Regions from separate parts of the Sus scrofa genome. Here region 2 is linked to region 1. The links are chromatin contacts, called in public HiChIP or PLAC-seq maps. All regions are on one chromosome and are shown on one strand. Each heading gives the region's core, a stretch centred on a gene start, on an enhancer-like site or on the middle of the called end of the contact. The rest is flanking DNA. Distances are from core to core; before and after follow the strand shown.

Evidence for each region. HiChIP or PLAC-seq counts read pairs in DNA pulled down with a chosen protein or histone mark.
Region 2: a contact with region 1 is called in an H3K27ac HiChIP or PLAC-seq map of alveolar macrophages. The contact joins two enhancer-like sites. A contact is called at or near these places in 2 of 47 Hi-C or Micro-C datasets (embryonic fibroblasts and liver) and 1 of 2 datasets of contacts at active chromatin or transcription factors (alveolar macrophages).

Annotation. Positions count from the first base shown.
Region 1 is chr13:179,747,587-179,754,643 of Sscrofa11.1, forward strand. No RefSeq gene overlaps it. Among named protein-coding and RNA genes, the nearest start is that of NRIP1, 170 kb to the right of the region's middle. Within about 2 kb of position 4,140, at least 4 of the 83 cell types and tissues checked have an H3K27ac peak or open chromatin away from gene starts, as enhancers often do. A contact at or near this core is called in alveolar macrophages, where this site is marked.
Region 2 is chr13:179,823,043-179,829,632 of Sscrofa11.1, forward strand. It overlaps NRIP1 (nuclear receptor-interacting protein 1), which reads right to left. Exons shown (of 3, transcript XM_021070819.1): 3 at 1-6,590. The coding sequence ends at 4,365. Among named protein-coding and RNA genes, the nearest start is that of NRIP1, 90 kb to the right of the region's middle. Within about 2 kb of position 2,744, at least 1 of the 83 cell types and tissues checked has an H3K27ac peak or open chromatin away from gene starts, as enhancers often do. A contact at or near this core is called in alveolar macrophages, where this site is marked.

The DNA of each region.
Region 1 (7,057 bases), core at 2,890-5,389:
CTTTTTTCTCACATTATCATGCTCCATCATAATGGAGACTAGACATAGTTCCCAGTGCTACACAGTAGGATCTCATTGCTAATCCATTCCAAGGCAATAATCCCACTCCCTCCCCCTCCCCCTTGGTAAGCACAAGTCTATTCTCCAGGTCCATGATTTTCTTTTCTGTGGAAAGGTTCATTTGTGCCATATATTAGATTCCAGATATGTGATATCATATGGTATTTGTCTTTCTCTTTCTGACTAACTTCACTCAGTATGAGAGTCTCTAGTTCCATCCATGTTACTAAAAATGGCATTATTTTGTTTTTTTTTTTATTACTATTTCTGACACCCACCACTTACTTAATAAGAACATGAGGATAAGATGTGGGTTCAAGAATTGATTGTACTGGGTCCTTTTCAGAACAAATTATTCCTATGGCTTACATTAGTCATCTGCAATGGGAATGTATTTGCTTGATCAAGAGTTAGAGTCTTCTTCTGAATTAGTATATACTTCTATTTCATAGATGAGTTATGAATGTAAAATGAGAAACCATATCTGAAAGCTCTTCGGAAAAGCTAAAAGTGTTTAACAGTTCTACAGTGTTAGAAATTTAATTGTTCCATCATTGTTCAAATCAAGAAGTTAGTTTGGACCTATGAATTCAGTGCCCAATATGTCCATAGTCAAATAAAACACAATGACTAACAGGTAAATGGAAAAGGCAATCAACCTTCAAGCAGAGTCCAAACAGAAAATATATAAGTAAGGTAGAAAATATTCAATAGCTAAGCTAGAACCCTTTTGTTGACAATGGGTCTGAAAAATAAAGGCAGATTTAACACTATAGACAGCCAATTTTATTTAATCATTCAGGGTCACACTCAATGAACACCAAAACTGACTACCATGGATGCAACTAGAGATTCTCCTACAACCTAAATATGGCACAAATGAACCTATCTACAAGTCAGAAACAGACTCACAGACATGGAGAACAGACATATGGTTGCCAAGGGGATTGGAGGAAGTGGGATGGACTAGGAGTTTGGGGTTAGTACATGCAAACTACGGCATTTTCAATAGGTAAGCAATAAGGTCCAACTGAAGAGCACAGGGAACTATATCCAATCTCCTGTGATAGAACATGATGGAAGATAACAAGAGAAAAAGAATGTGTAAACATATATGTTTGGGTCGCTTTGCTGCACAGCAGAAAAAAATTAAAAATTAAAAAATAAAATTAAAAAAATGACTGCTGGTAAGACTGAAGTTTGAAGGATCAATGAAATTTGAAGGCAAAATATAGTATAGAATCCTAGAGAATGTTAAACCTTCAGTGAATGAACCCTGGTTAGAAAGTGTTCAGAGAAGCCTTAAGTTTTGTTCAGGGAGTACGGACAAATCGAAGTAGGAGAATAAACAAGAGGCAGAGCAGATTCCTTCAGTGCGATCACACAAAAATGAAAGTCATGGCAGAATATAATATATTAGTTAGACCCAGTTTTTTAAAATGTTAAAATAAGAAGAGAGAACTCCATGCCCAATTCCACATAACAACTCGGATCAATATTCTGATATGTCATGGAAAGAGGCCAGCTAAGGTTAGGTAATGGCAGTGCCCTGACCCACTGACCTTAGTGTGGCCTTAGAGAGTCAACGTTTTGCCATTAAATGTCAGATCAATTCCCAATGATTTAAACATTACTCAGAAGTCTCTGGTTTCCTGGAATCTTTAATTTAAAAAAAAAAACAAAAAAAAAAAAACAACTTCAAACACTACCATTTTCAAGAGCCTGAGGAATTATTACTTACAACATTAGCTTAACCATCTTGCTTGCTCAGTTGTTAACAGTCTTGTCTCAACGGCTTTCTCGCATTTATAAAGCAGTGCCTATATTATTTGTCTATATTATTATTATCTTAAATATATGTTTATCTCTATCTTTTTATGCTCAAGAAATAACTTTTCTCTTTGGGATTCTTACAAACAATCTACCATAGACTCAGATTTACTCTTATACTGCAATCACATATGAAAAGGTTTTTCTCCCTTTTGGTCAAGGACTGCCCATGTTTAATTTATCTTTTATCCATACAAGGCCTGATACCTTGCCTTTGGTAAGTATTCAGTGTTTACATAAATTAGTAAAATTTTAGCTCAACTCTACCTCCCTCAACTCAACAGAATTCCAGGGAGGTAAAAGGGAGCCCATTCCTATGTTCATAGGGGAACTTCTTAATTTTCTTCTTAGGAGTAAAGTGGACCAGTCTCTAGCCCTCCACAAGGAGAATCAAATCTGGTTGTCAACACTCCATAAAATGTCAGAGCTTCTCTGGGAGAAATGGCCTCTGCCTAGCAGTCCTGGATAAATAGGCATTTAGCAGTGATAATTCCAAACCTGCACTTTTATATAACAGGGATCACCAAAGATTCCTGTGTCCAGGGACTGACATATCTTTCTGATGGGCATGATACATGTTATTTGCATGACCGATAAAATGACTAAATGAGCCAACAATTGCCATCCCGAGATACCAACAAATTTCCACCTGGCTTCTGGCTGCTTGATGGTGTCACTTCCATTAGGTGTGACAAGTTGTAATCTAAAATAACACCTAATTTAGATCCTCATCCACTTTCAGAACTGCTGGGGAAAAAAAGGGGGGAGATTTCAGCTCCTTGCACTCCCAGCCTCCCCCTCCATCATACCTGCCTCATAATGATTGCTGACTTGTCTGCCAAATTTCCATTAAGGGCTCTGGAGCTCCTGGCACTTGCCTGGTTACCCTACTAAAGGTAATCACCAAAGATGACCTATTCTTGCCATCTGGGTGCATCAAACCAAAGGACAAATATCAGACATATGAAGATATATTTTATCGAAATACATAAAGGAAGAAAACAGGGAATAGGGATTTTTCTGCTGGTGTGATTTTCCACTTTTTTTAAAGTTTTTCAGACAACTCAATTATGCCAAAAGAGTAATTGTTATATTAAAGTATGACTGATTTACAGTGTTGTGCCAATTTCTGCTATACAGCATGGTGACCCAGTCATACATATATATACATTCTTTTTCTCATACTATCTTCCATCATGTTCTATCCCAAGACATTGGATATAGTTCCCTGTGCTGTTACCTCTAGAATGGATAAACAATGAGGTCCTACTGTGCAAAAGAGGTACTGTTGCCATGGACAACAGACACCCAGAGAGAGTCCATCAGCCTTCAGCTGCCTCCTGAATCAAGCTCTTGTTTTGTTAGCTGAGTTGAGGTTGTGGGGTGTGGTTAGAATCAGCAAAGTGCCCACTCTCCTCCCTCTGACCTTGGGTGTGGCTGGGACAACTCAGAAATTTGGTGTGGGACTTGGCTAGACTCTCCTACCTGCAGGGAGGATTCTTGGGCCTGACTTTAGGAGCGTCCTCACTGCAGATAATTCACATACTGACTCATTTGGCACTGGTTCTCAGCACTGCTTAACTCTCTGTTTTTCTATTGCCTTAAGGTACAGATGCTTTAAAACAGGAAAAAAAAAAAAAAAAGGACAATGAAGTAAATTTTTTTAAGGAAGAATTATCATCATTGCCCTGAACTGAGCTACCTGTAATTTGCTGTAGCCCATCACTGAGAGTAATGGCATAAACTTCTTTTTTACATTTCTCAAGAGCAATATTTCTTATTTGCATTGTGTAGTTTTCCATTGTAGGTAGTAGCTGGCAGACAAAACCCAGTCCTTTATGTCTTTCCTTTCTAGATGTCGATTAAAGTGTCGGGGAGGCAATATGGCTTGTCTCATGGTGACAGTCCTGCTTTCCTGGGTGACCTGTGACCTCCTTTCTCAGGAGATCTTGAGGTTAACATCACCGCTCACTGGACAATCTACACAGGAAGGAATGTATTCAAGACTAGAAAACGTGGGAGGAATTTAGTGAAGGAACAGGGCTTACTGAGCACAGAAAAACCACTGGGTACTTTTGCCCACCAAAAACCCCAATAAATAGTTATTTGCAGCTCACTGGTCAGCAACTCCAATCACCTGTTCAGACATATTCACATTAGTGCAATCCCTTGCTCAAATAGTACTCACTTGCCTTTCCTGGCCCTCGGAGAAGGGAGAAGGACTAGAAAATGTTGTAAAGCAGAAGTAAATTAGTGTAAAGCAGCTGAGAATGGCTGAGGCGATGGGTGAGTAAACATCTGTGATGTGACAGCAGTCAATTACATCTATAGCCACTTTGACCAGGCAGTGACCCCAGACCCACTACTACCAGGCCGAACAGACAGGCCTCCAGCCAGACCGCCATTGCATCTCCCCTCCCCTCCTGCTGCCTCTGCATGAAGGTTTGGGCCAAAGCCTCCAGTCACATCTCTCTTGTTTCTTGGGTCCAGGAAATGAGACCATCATTGCTCACCCCAGTCCAAACTTGCTTTATCTCAGAGTTCAGTATCAGCTCGGTCCTTTGTCACCACGCTGCTGGGAGGATCTCTTTTGTACAAGAAAAGAAGGACAGAATGTTGGAAGGGAACTCTCCTTGACAGATGGGAATGAGAGTGGTGTGAGTAACTAACTGGAGGCAATAAAGGTGTTAGCGAATCGCAGGAGGGAAGAGCGGACCAGGATGACTGACTCTTCCACACGCTGCGTGTTGCACCAGTGCCAGGGAGAGTTGCCTATCTCAGCTTCAGTGTTAAGAGCATGTGGCTCCCGCAGATTCACAATGCATGCATCGGCTTTCTCAGCATCACAAGCACTGGCGGGGTCCTCATCCACCTGACAGGGCTACCATCTCTTTGCCACCCTCCTTTCCAAAGCCTGTTCTCCTGGTCATCCCTCCTTTCTTTGTCCTAGTTCTTTTGTTCTTCTCCCCTCTGTTCTTCACATCTCTCTACATGATTTCCTCCTCTTCCTTTGGGATTTTTGTCTTAAAGTAAGGAGAGTCTCATCATCACGGTCAAGCCAGTGTCATGTAACCAATTACCCTCAAATCTAGCTCTATCCTCCATGTTAAGAAAACCCAGCTGTTGCTAAGAATGGTGTATCTATACAGTGTTTGTGTATGAATCATAGCAAGAATTCTTAAGGCAAGAAGACTGCTGAACCAAAAACTGTCATAACACAAAAGATCTTGAATGATTATTACCTCCCCCCAACTACATTCCATTTGACAACCAAGCAAATCACGACTTGGAAAAGTTAAATGTGTTCCTGAGGTTATACCAACCATCAGAGTGAAGGGGTCACTTAGGACCTAGGCTTCTGAATTCCCTATTTTATGAATTTTAACATAAAAATAAAAGCTACGGATCCTCTAGACCTCTATGCTGCATCCCTCTACTACAGAAGCAAACACAGCGAAAGAATCAGGGATGCTCTTTTGTTCTCCTGTTAAGTGTCTAACCTCAAGGAAGTCACTCACCTCCCTGGTTCTCGGTACTCCCTTTCACAGCTGAGGAGCCTGGACAGATCATATAGTTACTTCTAGTTCCAAAATTCAATGACCCTTTAAGCTTAACTCCTTTCACCAGAATACCTGTCATTTCTAGGTAAATGGTGTTCTCAGTCCTTTCTGCTAAAAGAGGTTAAGTAAATAAAAAGGAAAGATCGGGCTCTGCTTTTGGCCTAAATTATAACTTCATGACCAAGGATGAAAGAAGTTAATAGCAATAAGAAAGCTTCCAGAGTCTACCATTTACAATTTAAATACTTTACTTGGGAGGTTAAAAGTTCAAAGTTGAGTCATAGTCTGAGGTGGCTCTGCTCTTTCTTTTTAATTATCTGAGGTCAGGAAGTTAATAATACCAGAAATCCCCAGTGGAGACCTCTTGTGCACTGTGTGAACTTTAAACTTGCTCATTTTTTTTTTAAGGGTAAAAAGTTCAGTAAAAACACAGTGGACTTTTCCTCTGAGCCTCCACCCATTCATCCCCCAAGGTCAAAAGTTGAACTGTAAAACAGAAACCCTTGTTCTCTGATCCACATTTAAACAGATCACTTATTAAAAGGTAAACATTCCAAATGCAAGCTAAGATCCAAAGTGAATCTGTTCAATAAAAATAAAAATATTGTAATAAAATGTCTTTGATCTTTATCACTTGACTTGGAATTGAACATCAGAACTTATTTTTTTGAATCTCAGAGAAAGAGCAGTCGGTAAAGCTTTTTCCTAACCTATCTCTGCCCTGAGATTGGCTTATCTGGAAAAGTTAGATCTAAGATATTTTTTAAATAATTGTGTTTACAGTCTCATCTTAAGGCAATTTTTACAATGAATTCTACATGATTTACATTTGTTTGTTTTGCTCAAAAACAGTTCAAGTGTGGTTTAAATCAGAAAGATTTAAAGGACTGTGGAATTAAGAGGTTTGCTGAAAATGAAGAGGGATGTGGAGAAAATAGAGAAATGGATGAATGAACACAATGAACCTCCTGGGAATAAGGAATGGACTATATTTGAAAACTTCAAATGTTAAAGTTCAAAAATGGAGCCATGAGAACAGTGGTAGAGCCCTAAATATGTACAGTTGACCCTCCATCTCTGCAGGTTCCACATCTTCAGATTCAACCAACCATAGATCAAAAATATTCAGAAAAAAAAATTCCTGAAAGCCCCATAGATGCCAAGGGACGGCTACATTTAATAAGGATAAGACTAGCTTTCTTAAAATAAAAATGGCAAATTTAAGAAGTATGGAAGAGCCAACTAAATACTAACCTAATCCAATCAATTTGCTTAGAAAAACTCCCTGAATCACCATTAGACTGTTATGGTATGTACCCCCAAAGTGTCCTTTTCTAATAAAGTAAATAATATATGTGTCTACTTTTTTTCAATGTATACTCTTTGAGAATGCTTTTCCTTAAAAAAAATAATAAATAAAAAGTCCATTCTGTGAATGAACATTTGCTCCAAAAATCTTTTAAGAAATCACCTGTGTCATAATTTATCCAAATATTTTTCTACCTTAATAATTTTTGGACAGCTTAATGAGAAAAGTAGAGAAAATAGTGAGAACCTTGAAATAAAGGTTTACAATGAACACATGCATAATAAAGACTTTTCACTGA
Region 2 (6,590 bases), core at 1,494-3,993, 74 kb after region 1:
AAAAATCATAATTTGAAAAGATACATGCACCCCCATGTTCACTGCAGCACTATTTACAACAGCCAAGACATGGAAGCTATCTAAATGTCCATCCACAGAGGAATGGATAAAGATGAGGTGTATATATATATGAATACTAGCCCAAAAAAGAAATAATGCCATTTGTAGCAACATAGACTTAAGAGATTATCACACTAAATCAGTCAGACTGAAGGACAAATATCACATGGTATCACTTGTATGTGGAATCTAAAAAAAAAAAAAAAAAAAGATACAAATAAACTTATTTACAAAACAGAAACAGACTCACAGACTTTTTTAAAGACAACCTTATAGTTACCAAAGGGAAAGGCTGGGGCGAGAGGAATGGATTGGGAGTTTGGGATTGGCACATGCACAGTATTGCCTATTGAATGGAGGGATGGCCAACAGGGACTGGTGTACAGCATAGGAAACTGTACTTAATATTCAATAATAACCTACATCTGAAAAAGAATGGATACGTGCTTATTTATAAGTGAATTACTTTGTTGTACAACAGAAACCAACACAACATTGCAGATCAACTATACTTCAACAAAATTTTTAAAAAAGAAAAAAAAAAAAAACCCATGAGGACCACAGCATCATGTATCCATGTGTAAAAATCCATGTTACACACCAAGCAACAGAATCAGGGCTACATAGGACAGGCTGTCTTTGAGCCATGTGTCAGTTGCCCTGCTCCATGAAACACTAACGCACTAGCCACCTTCTTTTTTCATCTTTTTGAGAAGGGCAAGGCACTCTTGAAGACTTGTTATTTGCATGACCAGAGGCTTTTATGTTTATGAAAACCTGAAAACAGGAGGCCCACAAAATAACAGTCATTTCAAACCAGAGATGATGCATTTTTTTTCCTCATTTATTCAAATTCACTGCAGGAAGTAAACACTAAAAGATTAAAAAACAAAACAAAAAATTCACACTGCAGTATGTACAGTTTCATGACATCACATGAAGAAATTAAATTTCTAATAAAAATGACAAATTATATTACTGAGCAGATCGCATCAAAATTGGTTGTGTAAACCCCAGAATTCATACCATGAATGGTAATGCGCCTCTATTCCAGGATACTGGAATACTCCTGGTATATTATTATGTTTCCAATGGGAGTAAAAAATTCATGAAAGTAGTTGTGTGAACCCTTTATGTTGAAAAGTGGTTGACTTGATTTAAAAAGTTTTAAGACCCTTGAATTCAAAGCACATTCTTTCACAAAGCTTAAACCACAGAAGTCATGTCCAGAAATGGAATACTGTTGTGTTGGGATGAACATCTGATCTGACTTAAGACATTTTGCCAAATGCACAGATGCACAGGGTCCCCCATGCACTTTTCATGCAGCAGGTAATCACAACTTAAATAAAAGGTTTATTCTATACATTTGTCCAGACTTGCAACTGTATACATACATGCACAATTTTTAAACCTGTCCGATTATATTTACACTTATACATGGAATATACACAAACCAAAGAGATTAAAAGGCTTTTCTGTTGTATTAGAACAATACAAAATATGTGTTTTTTTTCATTAAGGAAATCACTATTTACATCACCTTTAAAAACCAATTTTAACATCTTCATGTAACAAGTCAATATATATATATATATACATATTATATATATATATATAAAATATATACTCTCACCAGTTTACTCCTCTGTAAGATGCAGCAGAGAATAAACAGGTAATGCTACCTTACTGATGTCAATGAGAGCTGTAGTACCCTTTCACAAATGACTTTCTTAGGAAGAAATTGTCTAGATATCTAAAATAGTCTTGAAAATGTGTATATGTGCATCCTTGTATCTACATACGCATAAATGAAGTGAATTTATGGATGTATGCCCTTTCTCACCGCTCTTCTTTAAAACTGTACTAAATCCAAATTGGGGACACTCTCTAGTAAGTCAGAACAGCTGTCTTTGTGGTCATGTTTATTTACGTATGGCATAGCTTCATTTCTTTAACAGTGGACAACAATAACAACAAAAACAACCAACTGACCAAAGAAACAAAAAGATAGTAATGCTGGCCCTTAATGTTCTTTTTCCTGACCTAAAGTTCACTTCCATGTAAAGGCCCATAATCCCCTAACTGAGGGGGAGATATCACTACTTTTAACCTAGGATATTCCTAAGACTCCAGACCTTTCACAATGGCAGAAAAAAAAAAAAAATGCCTTGTTTAAAAGCTTCTTTATTTAGTGTAGACAGTAAGATTGTCACAGAGTAAAGATGAGAGGGAGGTGAATTTCTTCACTGGCCAGTGGAATTTTCATTTCAAAATCAGCATATGCCTTCATCTCTTCAGGATGTAGCATGATATTCACTCCTATTATTTTATAATATGTCCAGTCACTATTTACAAATCATTTTGAGAAAAAATAATGATTCCGGGTTTTAGATCATATTAGGAAATAACACCCATTTTCAATATAAAAATCTTAGAAACAACTTCAAGTAGAACAATTTCAAATAGATTTCCTTCTAATTAATAGTTGATTATACAACAATTTTTTGATAGGTCAGTTGCTAACCTGGTTTACAGTTAAAACCAAAAACATCTGGTGAATGAACTGTGGATTGTAAAAACTGAACTGAAAAACTTGATCTTGTTTCAACATAAAAACATCATGTGGCTCAATAGCATATTAAGTTTTTCCAAGAAAAACCAATGGTTATTTTTAATCACTATTTCAAAATCACAGATCCGATGGAGTGACTGTGTATAATTCTGTCATGTATATGTGCCCTCTGTATTTGTTTGTTTAGTTGAGTTTAGTGTCTTTCTTGGGTTTGAAATAAATGTTTTCATCTTTGTCAGCACTGTTCTGAGGACAAGGATTTTAATAGAAGTTAAGGATGTATTCGGGAGGAGTTTCCAAACCATCCTGGAATCACCTGAGTTTGGTAAGTGGCCCTGTTAGTCCATCCCTAAGGCTAATTAAGTAGATGTTACTCATTAGAACACATAAATAATCACAGATTTTCCTGAGATGTTGAGCCAGGTATGAAAGTTGTCCCCTTCACCCAATTTTTTTTTTTGTCATAAAAAGTATTCTGAACCCGATTTCCAAAGACATAACAGTAATATACGAAGTACAATATTGCAAATTTTGAGTTGATGTGTGACTATACTGGGGAAAATATAGGCATCAAATAGTTTGTTTACAATCCTGTGTTCTGAGAAAAGTCAGGCAATGGTTTTCAAATTTCAGAGTGCAGAAGAAACACCTAGGGAGTGTGTTAAGATGCAGAAGGAAGATTCCCAGGTCCACTTAGCAGAGATTCTTGTTCTGTGTAGATCTGAGATGCTGCCTAGGAATCTGCATTTTAAAACTAGTGCTCCAGATGATTCTAACGCAGGTAGTCTGAGTCCAGCTTTATTAAGAAACCCTGGTCACAAGACTCACAGGTACCACAGAAATGGTGAGAAGTAGCTTTTATAAGAGATGGTGAAAACTGTCCAAAGAAAAGCCATTTTGCTTCTGTTAAAAACAACTTATTTCTACTATTCAGGAAACCACCTGAAGATAAATGCTAACTCTCCTAATTCTGCAAAAGGAGGAATATTAATTTAGTAAAGTAGTTAAAATACAAAAATGGAAATCTGCCTTTTTTTAAGATCTATCAAACTTCCATCAATTGTAATCAATTTTTTACTAAGTAGTACAAGGTTTAAAGAAATATAGTGTATTGAAAAGGACTGGGGTGGAGCAGACACATTAGGGAATCATAAAACCCCTTCCAAGAGTTAAAAATAATTTTTTCTTTAGCAAAAGTGAAAAATGTAAGCATATTTTTCCTAATTTATGTTTGAACTGAATTGAGAAATAAATCCGAACTAGGTTTTTTAATTGAACTAGGTTCAACAATTATCTTTAAAGAGTTATTATTTAATAAATTGGCCTTAAAAAAAAATGTGTTGTGTAGGCTGACTTCTGAAAAGCAAAATAAAATACCCTAATAAAGGCAGCAATGCATTAATCCACTGTGGATGAAGATTTACATTTTAATGTATGCCTGTTATCTGTGATTAAAAAAAGGATATCATTCATAGGCTACTCACAGTTGTTGTCTGATGCATACAAAGTGTTAAACAACCACTGGCTAGTTCAGCAGCTTCCTCATGACATCTAACGTAAAGCAAAAAGTAGTATGCATATTTAAACATCACCAGGAACCAAGACTTTTCAAAATGAGAAAGTTTCAATTATACCATGCTTTTCTCAAATCATGCGCTTATTTATACAGATCTCAAGTTCAAACTCATTTAGTTTTTAAAAAGATCCAAAGATGGACGGCAGGTACATTTTATTCTGATTCCTTTTTTATTGTTAGCATGTTTCCCAGAAGTCCATAAACTTCTCCATTTGCGCTGTGTGGGCGAGAGGCATTATTTCCCATATGGCTATTATAAGGGCTTCTTAAATTAAAGAAAGAAGCTTTAGTTTCTGCAGCAGGGAGTAACTCTTCTTTGATTGTAACCTGTGAGATGTTTTCAGCAGAGGAAGGCTCCCTCCAAACGTCCTTGTCTTGTGTTTCTCGACTGGTAACAGAATTGCCTCCTTTCTGGAGCATGTAATACAGTATTGGGTTAGTTTTGGTCAGTCTTGGAGAGTCTTTTTCATACTCATTCTTTTCCGCGTCTGTGATAACCCACTTAATGGGTCTCTTCTCACTGGGCATGGAACACCCGTTCACAAGCCCAGATTCTGGTCTGGACCCTGTGCAGCCCAAGTGCTCAGGGAAAGGAGGACTCAGGGGAGTTTTGACTCCTCCTGGGTATGGAAATGTCCTGCTGTCCATGCAACTGCTGGGCTGAGCGGCACTGTACATCAGTCCATTTAAAGAAGAAATGCTGAATTCAGGCTTGCTGTTGGTCACACTGTTTTTGCATCCTTTCTTTTTACTGTCACCGACAGAGTTACTCCGATGCTGGGACAAATCTCTCACACAGTTTTCTGAGAGAAGCAGCTGTTTCAAAACGTTGAAGCTTTTGCTCTCTCTGGCCCAACTCCTGTGTTCACTTTCGCTGGGTGAACTATGACTGCCAGGGTATTTCAAGTCAAGCTCATTTCTGCTAAGCTTCAGCTCTTGCTGGTTAAGCAAGGACCCATACAGCACCTCCGGAGCACTGTGACTGCCTGCAGCATCGACTATGTTATTTTTCATCTTTTTAAATGGATTTTCTAACGGCTCAGTATAAAGCTTCCTTTTCTTAGGGACCATGCAAAGATTCTTTGATTCCAAAAGTGTCAGTTCACTGTTTCTGTGACTGCCGTCCAGGTCATCAGCCGGGTAGCTCTCTTGATTTTGTCTCAGCAAGCGACTTAGCAGACCGTTCTTTGAGAAAGAAAAATCCTGAGGTGAAGCGGGCTCCGATTTCAAGTCCTCGGGAGCTGGTAAGGCAGCTGCGCCTCTCTGCACGGGAGGAGCCATCCCTAAGAATGGGGCGCCCTGAGCATCGGGGCTCGAGTGCACATCCGGGGTGTGCGCGTGGAAGTCGTCGCAAGGCTCAGATTTTATTTTCACCATCAATATTTGTTCACTTAAAGCTCGGTCTGTATGTTCCTGAGTACTTCCCTCCCTTAAGGGAATCTTCTCTTTCTTCTCCATCTTCCCTTTGTTGGAGTTTCCCAGCAGCAACTGGAGGACAGTGCGCCTTTCAAGCAGATTTTCTATTTCGGAACCAGAAAGTCCGGGCTCAGGGCCGGCTGAGTGGCTGCCGAATGCTTTATTTTCTTCAGCTGGGTTTGTTTTATTTGCGAGCAGAGGGCTACCGAGTCTCTCCATCACACCTGTAGGTTTATCCGTGTTGACGCTTAGCAGCTGTTTACTGGGTCTCTGCTCTTCCCCTGACATGGAAGACTGCATGCCACACTGCGCTAAATTTTTTAACAGCTTGCTGGCACTGAACGTGGCAGAGTTTTGTGCACCTTCGTTTTGGACTGGTTTCTCTCCTTGCAAGTCTTTGCTCTTTGTAAGGTCCATCAAGCGGTTGGAGGTGGCATTTGTTGGCTTTTCAGACGGAGGGCCACAGGCATACGGTGGGGAATTCCATCTAATGACCAAAGAATGCTGGGAAAGGTTGATGGGAGACTCGGCTTTGGCCGATGCAAGTAGGGGTGGAGTGCTCACTGGCGTCGTCCTGTTGGTACCCGGGCTTTCAATGACAGAGGTCCGAGCATAGTTCTGTGTGCTGAACTTTGTCACATCACTGTGGACTTCCTGAGGGCTGTTGTTTCTTTCTACATTTTCTTCATTCTTATGGCCGAGGAGCAGCTGAAGAAGGGTCACTTTCTGGTGTGAATTTAGCCTAGAATTCTTTGAGGTATCTTGATCTTCTTTGTTATCTACTTCGGGGACTTTGGGATCCCAAGTGTTTAGTAAGGACTGAGTTAAGTTATCTAGAGAAACAGGCTGGTCAGGTTCTGGCTTTTCGGTTCGGTGCTTGCAAGACAAGTCTATGGGCACACAGTTGGAATAAGAGCTTTCATCACCACTGCTATCATCTGTAAAACTGGGATTGTTATCTGA